2 separate regions of the Oryctolagus cuniculus genome follow, and region 2 is linked to region 1. A link is a contact called in public Hi-C data. All regions are on one chromosome and are shown on one strand. The core of a region is the stretch at or near the end of the contact, and the rest is flanking DNA. Distances in the headings are between cores, read along the strand shown. Region 1 overlaps LOC103349028 (a long non-coding RNA gene). Region 2 overlaps LOC103349027 (a long non-coding RNA gene).

Evidence for each region. Hi-C and Micro-C count contacts between places; a contact is called where the count stands out from the background.
Region 2: a Hi-C map of an unstated tissue shows a contact between it and region 1, with 7 times the contacts expected there. The contact joins two enhancer-like sites. A contact is called at or near these places in 3 of 6 Hi-C or Micro-C datasets (ear pinna, skin fibroblasts and an unstated tissue).

Annotation. Positions count from the first base shown.
Region 1 is chr9:92,053,919-92,058,865 of mOryCun1.1, reverse strand. All of the region lies in intron 2 of LOC103349028 (a long non-coding RNA gene), which reads left to right. Among named protein-coding and RNA genes, the nearest start is that of SAP18, 20 kb to the left of the region's middle. Within about 2 kb of position 2,890, at least 2 of the 8 cell types and tissues checked have an H3K27ac peak or open chromatin away from gene starts, as enhancers often do.
Region 2 is chr9:92,212,813-92,217,759 of mOryCun1.1, reverse strand. It overlaps LOC103349027 (a long non-coding RNA gene), which reads right to left. Exons shown (of 2, transcript XR_517255.3): 2 at 1,790-2,094. Among named protein-coding and RNA genes, the nearest start is that of ZDHHC20, 11 kb to the right of the region's middle. Within about 2 kb of position 2,594, at least 1 of the 8 cell types and tissues checked has an H3K27ac peak or open chromatin away from gene starts, as enhancers often do.

The sequences.
Region 1 (4,947 bases), core at 1,641-4,140:
CAGCTCTCTGCTTTGGCCTGGGAAAGCAGTAGAAGATGGCCCAAGTCCTTGGGCCCCTGCACCCGTGTGGGAGACCCGGAAGAAGCTCCTGGCTCCTGGCTTTGGATCAGCTCAGCTCCAGCCATTGCGGACATTTGGGGAGTGAATCAGAGGATGGAAGACCTATCTCTCTCCCTCTCTGTGCCTAAAACTCTACCTCTCAAGTAAATAAATAAAACCTTTTTTAAAAAATCAAGGGTGTGTGATACTGTAAAGTAATTAATTTATTTGAACAAATACTTTGTGAAAAATTACTTTATGACATGCCTAGCAGTGTTATAGGTGCTGAAAATAGAGTAATGACAAGAACGAATTCCCTGCCCTGTGGACAGGGACATTTGAGGAGGGAGACAGAACATAAATGACAAGATACAAGCACACATATGCATGTGTGTGTGTATACATATAATTTCAAACCATGGTCCCTTCTATAGACAAATATGGCACCGTGCTCGGAAGCCACAGGGACTTAGGATGACCAGGAGGAGGTCTAGAGGATGAGGGTTGCAGGTAGAATGTGCGCTCTGGGAAGGGGCTCAGATGGCCGCAGCTGCCTGCGAGGGAGACAAAATGCAGTAAGGGCAGCTGCAGCAGGGCAGCCAAAGAGAACAGAATCAGAAGAGGCAGAGAAGTGCTCAGGGATCAGGTCACCCGCCAGAGACTGTGGGAGGTGTTTGAACTTGACTTACATTTTCAAAGACTGATTGATTCAAAAGGCATAGCGATGGAGTTGGATGAGAGAGACAGAGATCTTCCATCCACTGGTTCATTCCCCCAAATACCCACAACAGCCTAGGCCAGGCCAGAGCCAGGAAGAGTCCAGAACTCCATCTGAGCCTCCCACATGGGTGGCAAGATCCCAGGTATTTGGGCCATCATCTGCTGCTTCCCAGGTCCAGTAGTAGGAAGCTGGATCTGAAGCAGAGTAGCCAGGACTGGCACTAGGCACTCCCATGCAGGACGCCAGCATTGCAAGTGGTGGGTGGATTAGTCCACTGCCTGCCCTGAACTTCATTTTCACTGGGGTAGCAGTAGTAGTGGTTAGGAGTCTTACCGTAAAGAAGGGAAGACCCTGGCCAATTTTAGAAAAGGAATTCACTGGGCCGGCGCCACGGCTCACTTGGCTAATCCTCCACCTGCGGTGCTGGCAGCCCGGGTTCTAGTCCTGGATGGGGCACCGGATTCTGACCTGGTCGCTCCTCTTCCAGTCCAGCTCTCTGCTGTGGCCTGGGAAGGCAGTGGAGGATGGCCCAAGTGCTTGGGCCCTGCACCTGCATGGGAGACCAGGAGAAGCACCTGGCTCCTGGCTTCGGATCGCACAGCGCACCAGCTGCAGTGGCCATTTAGGGGGTGAACCAATGGAAAAGGAAAAGCTTTCTCTCTCTTTCTTTCTCTCTCTCTCTCTCACTGTCTAACTCTACCTGTCAAAAAATAAATAAATAAAAGAAAAGGAATTCACTGAAAAGGAACTAAAAGGCTCACAGAACAGCCAGGAGGGCTGATGAATCAGGACAGAAAACCACGTAACCACAAGGTGAGGGTGGGCAGTGGGCAACACAGGAAAATTATCTCCAAAAGTAGCACGGAGGGGCCTGGCTGCAGCCCCCGGGGTGGATTCCAGCTGGTCTTACTCCAGATCACCTGGAGTCCCCACCGTGGCGCCCAGGGCAGTGTGTCTAATGGATCCTTCCAGCCAACAGTGGCCATGTAGGAAGAGGCTGCCAAGACAGGGTGTCAGACACTTGGTGTCCAGCTGTCCCTGAAGTCTCCACGTGTGACTGCAGTCTCCACGTGTGACTGCAGTGGCTCAGGCCAGGTGTTGCTCGATGACCTCTGGAGCCATTTATTCACTCTGTAGACAATGAAGAGAGGAAGGAAGAAAATATAGCTGTGGGTCACTTCTCCATGCTCATAATGCTTTCTGTTCAAACACTAAACGTCATGACATTTAAAAATATGATGTAGGCACCGCGGCTCACTAGGCTAATCCTCCGCCTTGCAGCACCGGCACACCGGGTTCTAGTCCCAGTTCGGGACGCAGGATTCTGTCCCGGTTGCCCCTCTTCCAGGCCAGCTCTCTGCTGTGGCCTGGGGGGGGCAGTGGAGGATGGCCCCATGGGAGACCAGGAGAAGCACCTGGCTCCTGCCATCGGATCAGTGCGGTGCGCCGGCCGCAGCGCGCCGACCGTGGCGGCCATTGGAGGGTGAACCAACGGCAAAGGAAGACCTTTCTCTCTGTCTCTCTCACTGTCCACTCTGCCTGTCAAAAAATAAAAAAATAAAAAAATATGACTTCTTGGGGCTGGTGCTAGGGCACAGCGAGTTAAAGCCCCAACCTGCAGCATTGGCATCCCATATGGGTACTGATTGGAGTTCTGGCGGCTCCACTTCTGATCCAGCTCTCTGCTATGGCCTGGGAAAGCAGTGGAAGATGGCCCAAGTGCTTGGGCCCCTGCACCGCATGGGAGACCCGGAAGAAGCTCCTGGCTCCTGGCTTCGGATCAGCTGTGCTATGGCCGTTGCGATCGTTTGGGGAGTGAACCAGTGGATGGAAGGGCTTTCTCTCTCTCTGGCTCTACCTCTCTCTGTAACTTTCTTCCAAATCAATAAAATAAATCTTTAAAAATAAAAATTATAAAAAATATGACTTCTTACAGAATTAAGGAAGAATTTATTCAAAATAAAAGCAGTTGATCACCTATTGCAGTGGTAACGTGTTCTGTTAGAGGAAGCCAGGGAACTTATTGTGAGGAAGCATATTTTTCACTGCGAGCACCTTCCTCACTGGGGTTATGACTCATGCACATTCTTGGCAACCAGATTCCAGTTCAGACGAATATTTAGTTTAATTTCTTTCAAAACTCTAAGCGCTGAGCAAGGAAAAGAGAGAAAAAGCAACTGAGTAGGCATGCACTGTACGTGGAAGACTTCAAAGCCAAGAAAGCACATGGTCACTCCGGTACATAGAGGCACCGTCTCGCTCAGGGCAGTCTTGCGGATCAGCTGTCATCTGAGGCTACGGAAAGGAGACAAACAAGGTAGCAGTTAGAGCCAGCTTTAATTGGCGTTAGTTCAAGACTATTGCCTTGTGGAACCGGAAATAATCACCAGATTGTTCCTGAGACTAGTACAAGCCTCAAGCAGTGATACAAAAACATTGAGATGTCCCCATTTGTGTAAACAGTTGTGACTGGCATTTTACATTTTGATGGCTCTCTTTAACTTCTAAACCAGAGGTTTGGGATCCTGGCTGTACATTAGAATGCCCTGGGGAGTAGGGGTGGGGAGGTGACACTGTAGCATACAGGGTAAATCCACTGCCTGTGGTGCCGCCATTCCATATGGGTGCAAGTTCGAGTCCCAGCTGCTCCACTGCTGACCCAGCTCTCTGCTATGGCCTGGGAAAGTAGTAGAAGATGGCCCAAGTGCTTGGGCCCTGCACCTTTGTGGGAGACCTGGAAGACGCTCCTGGTTCCCGGCTCCTGGCTCCTGGCTCCTGGCTTCAGATCAGCCCAGCTCCGGCCGTTGTGGCCATTTGGGGAGTGAACCAGCAGATGGAAGCCACCTCTCTCTCTGTCTCTCCCTCTCTCCGTCTGTAACTTTGCTTTTCAAATAAATAAATATTAAATAAATGTTTTTAAAAAATCACCTGGGCAACTTAAAACAGCAACACAAAACAAGTAAGAACAATCTCTTAGCAGCTTCCAGAGCTCCCAGGTAATTCTGATGTGCACAGCCAGGATTGGGACCCCTGATTTAGGAAAGTCCAGCTGTGCAGTTCAAGCAGTCAGGCAATTTCTGTGTAAGATCACCAGTGCCTTGGATGACTCCTCTTTGTTATTTATACAGTTCTAAGATTTTTTTTTTTTTTGACAGGCAGAGTTAGACACAGAGAGAGAGAGACAGAGAGAAAGGACTTCCTTTTCCGTTGGTTCACCCCCCAAATGGCTGTAATGGCCGGCGCGCTGTGCCGATCCAAAGCCAGGAGCCAGGTGCTTCCTCCTGGTCTCCCATGCGGGTGCAGGGCCCAAGGACCTGGGCCATCCTCCACTGCCTTCCCGGGCCACAGCAGAGAGCTGTACTGGAAGAGGAGCAACCGGGACAGAATCCGGTGCCCCGACCGGGACTAGAACCCGGGGTACTGGTGCCTCACCAAGTGAGCCACAGCGTCAGCTGAGTTCTAAGATTTTTTTAAGGCTTAATTAGTCATTTTACTTGATGTATATTACTGGGCAGGATAACATGCCTCTAAGTTTTTGTAGTTTTCGTTTTCACAAGTTTGAATTTTAATTGCCTGTTTGAAAGGAAATCAGGGGCCGGTGTTGTGATGAAGTCAGGTAAGCCACCACCTGCAATGCAGGCATCCCGTATCTTGGCTTCTGATCCAGCTCCCTGCTAATGTAACTGGAAAGGCAGCAGAATGTGATCCAAGTGCTTGGGCCTCTGCAACCCACATGGGAGACCCAGACAGAGCACTTGGCTCCTGACTTTGAAGAGTGAACTGGTAGATGGAAGATCTCTCTCTCTCTTTCTCTTGCTCTCTGTAATTCTGCCTTTCAAATAAATAAATAAATCTTTAAGAAATTAAAAAGTGCCGGCGCTGTGGTGTAGCAGGTAAAGCCACCACCTGCAGTGCCAGCATCCCATACGGGAGCTAGTTCAAGTCCCGGCTGCCCCACTTCAGATCCAGCTCTCTGCTATGGCCTGGGAAAGCAGTAGAAGATGGCTCAACTCCTAGGGCCCCTGCACCCATGTGGGAGACCCAGAGGAAGCTCCTGGCTCCTGGCTTCAGATCAGTGCAGCTCTGGCCGTTGCAGCCAATTGGGGAGTGAACCAGTGGATGGAAGCTCGCTCGCTCTGTCTCTCTCTCTCTCCTTCTCCTTCTCTCTCTGTGTAACTCTTTCAAAT
Region 2 (4,947 bases), core at 1,345-3,844, 160 kb before region 1:
GCACCCCCGGTTCTAGTCCCGGTTGGGGCGCCGGATTCTGTCCCGGTTGCCCCTCTTCCAGGCCAGCTCTCTGCTGTGGCCAGGGAGTGCAGTGGAGGATGGCCCAAGTCCTTGGGCCCTGCACCCCATGGGAGACCAGGAGAAGCACCTGGCTCCTGCCTTCGGATCAGCGCAGCACGCCGACCACAGCAGCCATTGAGGGGTGAACCAATTGAAGGAAGACCTTTCTCTCTGTCTCTCTCTCTCTCACTGTCCACTCTGCCTGTCTAAATAAATAAATAAATAAATAAATAATTTTTTTTAAAAAAGAACATATTGTGAATGCTTTTGCCATAAAGAGATGTTAAATGTATGAGAAGAGACATTTACCCTGATTGAACTTTACATTGTATGTGTGTAAATATGTATAATTTTCATCAAATAGAAAAATAAAAATAAAGGATTTTTCACCAAAAATATTTTGCAGCAAAATAAACTCATCTTTCAGCTCCATTTTTCCATGAACTCTTCTTTTCCATGAACTTTTTGAAGTACCTCCATATGAAAGCAATAGGCTTTGGCCATTTCTTTGAACTTGACTCATCTGTGAAGGAAAATTTCATAATATGTGTGTGCCTCTCTCTCTTATTCATCTCTTATTAACCGGGCTCCTAGATGCAGACAAACCAAGAAGGGTAGAGGGAATGTCTCCAATACCTGCAGTCTCCAAGGGCATTCAGGGCAACTTATGCTCAATACTAGAGCGTCAGGATGAAAGTCACAAATAAATCTCAGGAGGAAGAGCTTGGATTCCAACCAAAAAAAGGCCATCATTGGCAAGTTGTCCAAAAACTCTATAGACCCTCTTTTTACTGATACATTTGAGAGCATACAATAAATGAAGAGCTATGAAAATATTTTAATTTGATTCACATATTTTGTTTTTCATCTCCTCATAGGAAATATTTTAGGCCTTTATTGTGGGCCACACAATGAGATGTAGGAGGAATTGGGACAAACAGGAAGGAGCTAGTGGTGAAACCTTGAGCTGCCAGCCCTTTGAGTCCTAGGTTTTCCTTTTTGAGCCCACTGGTGCCCCATGTTCCCAGCACCCCTCACCTCTACCCATGTACTGTGCAAGCAGGGAGGAACGAGGAGGAAGCAATGGCCGCCCTTCAGTGCTAGTGCTTTGAGCATCCTTCCGATCCCAGCCTCTCCACCCGCCTTGCACCATCACCCATCACATCTCCATTTGACTCACTATCCACAAATGCACCTGATGAACATCTGCACCCAAGTGCAGCCAGTTAGGGAGGGACATTTCCACGCTCAAGGGTGACGGTTCCGACCTCTGCAGAGTGAGCATGGCCTTGCGGTTGGTTTGACCCCACATCCTCTCACCTCCACCTTGTCAGCAGCAGATATTTAAGTGTAGCTTGAAGCACATGGACAAGGCAGACTGCAAAGCGGAGGCTGAAAGTAAATAAGCTTCGATCTACAGCAGCGCAGGACACGGGAAGTGCTATTGCATATCTACAAAAGCTGGGTGCAGAGGCACATGACTACCAACCTCCGCGCCATGAAATCAGTGAGCCGGGAAAATCTGAAATGCAGACAAGATCAAAGGATTCTGTGACTCACAGAAGCGGGGCAGTTGATTTAAAATAAAAGATGAAATCCAAATGTGCCACAAGATGGCGCCTTTGCCTTTCTAAAATTGTTTCCTTTTGTTGGGCACCAGGCGTCATCTTTCCCAGGGGAAAAAAAAAAAAAAAAAAAAAGGCAGGAATATGTACAGAAAACAACAGGCTATTTCAAAGATGACCTGTTTATTGAAGGACAAGTTTCCTGGGAGACTTTGGCCTGGCAAGCCTTAGGTAAACATTGAGCAGCTCCTGGAGTAATGAGCACTGTGCTTCAGCACACTCACCATTGCCACACGCTGTTGGGTTTGGTTCCATTTGATGAGGAAGGAAATTAATCTTTGGAATCTCCAGGCAACCCTTTGTCTTTAGGCAGGTCATTCGTTTCGCAGCATCGCTGTCAAACCTTTATTGGAACCTGCTCTGTTCAGTGCAGTCTGCTGGCGAAGCCATCATTCAAGGAGAGTTCTTTCTAAGAGGATGAAATGGGAGGAAATATTTGGCTGATAACACTTATAACACCCGGGTTTACCTAATAATCAGCCATTCGATATTGGAAGAAAAATATGAATACTTTATGCATTGAAGAATGTCAAAGAAGCTCTCCCCAACTACAGAATATTGTGACCCAAAGAGAACTAAAGGAGAATGTTCACTGCAGCATCATTTAAAATAATAAAAATGTGAACATAATATACACGTCCAGCACTATGAAAATGGTTAGTGTGCTATAACCGCACAGTAGAGTATGGGCAGCTGTGTAAACGGTGAATGAATACATTGAGTTCCATGGTGTGGCTGTCCTCTCTCCGCTCCGGTCCCTCCCGTCCATGCATACTCTGTTTTGTGACACTGATGGAGACCTGCAATGCCTGGCTCCCCTTTGCCTGCGGGCGCAAGCGAGCTCTGCCAGTAGGGGGCAGTCGAGGGAGCTTGCACAGCTGGAGGAGGGAGCCGGAGGGAGCAGGCTCCCTATGTGTCGTTTTGTGTGGCTTCTGTCGGCCTCAGCCTTCACCCTGGCAGCCCCTGGTACAGGATTCTGGGTTGTTTTTGGCATCCTAAGAACCAGCCTCATTGTGTGTCTGCCCAGCCCTCTCTCCCCGCCCCGGGCACCAGCAGCGGTCGCCAGGCGCCTTCCTTCAAGCCTCTGAATTCTGATACCTCCACCCTCCTCCTGTGCTCCCCACCCTGCCAGGGGGAGCTTCTGGGGCAGTTATTTTCTCTGTACTCCAGGGCTTGTTTCTTTCCCCCGTTCTATGAGGCCTCTTTAAGTCCTAATACATTTTCTCTTTTGAAATACTTAATGTGGACCCTGACTGGTAGGGAGACATTTGCCAGGAACTATATATTATATAGATTTGTAGACAGATGAATACACACATATATACATATTAGAATATATACATTCATGTATGTAAAGGTGCATATATATATATATATAACTTCCAAAAGTTGTGGAATTTCCAAAAGTTTGTGGAAATGGAATTAAAAGATAAATTAATTTTGGTGCAAAAAAACCTGAAATTCAAGCCTTTTTTTTCATCATTTCCATGAACTTCTTGAAGATCCTTTGTTTCCATGAATTTCAAAATTTTTTTCAAAAGGTTTATTTATTAATTTGAAAGGCAGAGTTACAGAGAGAAGGAGAGACAAAGAGAGAGATCTTCCACCCACTGATTCACTTCCCAAATGGCCACAGTGGCCAGGGTTGAGCCAGGCTGAAGCCAGGAGTTTCTTCCAAGTCTCTCCCATGGGTGCATTTGGGCCATCTTCTGTTGCTTTTCCAGGCACATCAGCAGGGAGCTGGATTGGAAGTGGGGCAGCTGGAACTCAAACCAGTGACCATTAAGGGTGCTGGCTCTACAGACGCCAGCTTAACCTGCTGTGCCGCAGCACCGGCCCTGGATTTCAAAATTTTTTGCAGCAAAATAAATTTTGTCTCATTCCATTTCCCATGAGATTTTGGAAGCAACCTCATCTATAAAAAATGTTACTTAATCCTCACAACAAATACTATGGAAAAGATACCATTACCCCCATTACACAGAAGGAGAAACTGAATCTTGGGGAGGGTAGATAAATTTTGCAATATTACATAGCTAATAAATGATGAAGCTGGGATTTGAATCCAAATATCCCTGATTCCACAATCTGTATTTTTTGCTCTATGCCTTGGAAGTTGCTCAAACCTCAAGGTCAATTTACACTTCAGTGGGCATAGTTCAATTCCTAGACTAAGCCTTTTTTTTTTTTTTTACATTATAATGTAAGACAAAACACTGTGCATATAATACTAGAGAAGATCATCACCATGTGTGACTTTATGACGTTATGGAAAGTTATGAAAAGTTTGAGGAGACTGTAAGGAAACCATGGACATCCCTAATCCCAAGTTGTGTGTCAGTTATTCATTCCACTACTAGGATTTAGTGTTTTATTTGCCTGGCAATGTGCAGGACTCAAAATGATAATGCAAACATGACTAGTCCCTCCTCCAAATAGTTTACAATTAGGGTATTCGACCATCTTTAACTAAATCATCATATATAAAAGGTACTTCAAAAAATCCCTAGAAAGTAGAGTTAAAAGGTAAATTTCGGGGGTGGGCATTTGGTCTAACGGTTAAGATACAGTTAGGACATCCACGCCCACATTGGAGGAACTGGGTGTGATCCCCAGCTCCAGCTCCTGGCTCCAGGTCCCTGCTACTGTGGACTCTAGGAGGCAGCACTGATGGCTCACATAGTTGGGTCCCTGCCAGCCCCAAGGGAGACCTGGAAGGAGTTCCTGGTTCCCAGCTTCCGCCCAGCCCAGGCCCAGCCATGGTGGAGATTTGAGGAGTAAACAAGCGGATGGGAGCGCTTTCTCTCTGTCCTTCTGCCTCGTAAAGTAATTAATCAATGAATCCAAAAGATAAGTTTGTTTTGGTGTAAAAGCCATTTTTGAAATCCATGCATAATTTTTTCATAACGGACATTCTCCATGCACTTTTTGAATACCCCTCATATGCAGGGATTTCAACATTTTTGCACCAAAATAAACATCTTTTAATGCCACTTTCCATGAACTTTTTGAAGTACTGTTATAGAAGTACCTAAGTGTATCACGCAAGGAATTAACATGCACAGGCCATCTGATAAGAGCTGTTCAAAATGCAGCATACACACACACACACACACACACACATTCCAGATGTTGGCATCCATCCCTCCATGTCTGGACTGTGTCTGCTCTGCCTTTGTGTACCGGGAACTCTGGGTTCCCCATCCAAAGGGCTTGCAGAGAGATGTCAGAGCAATAGTAGCAGTGTGTCTCCCGAAAACCT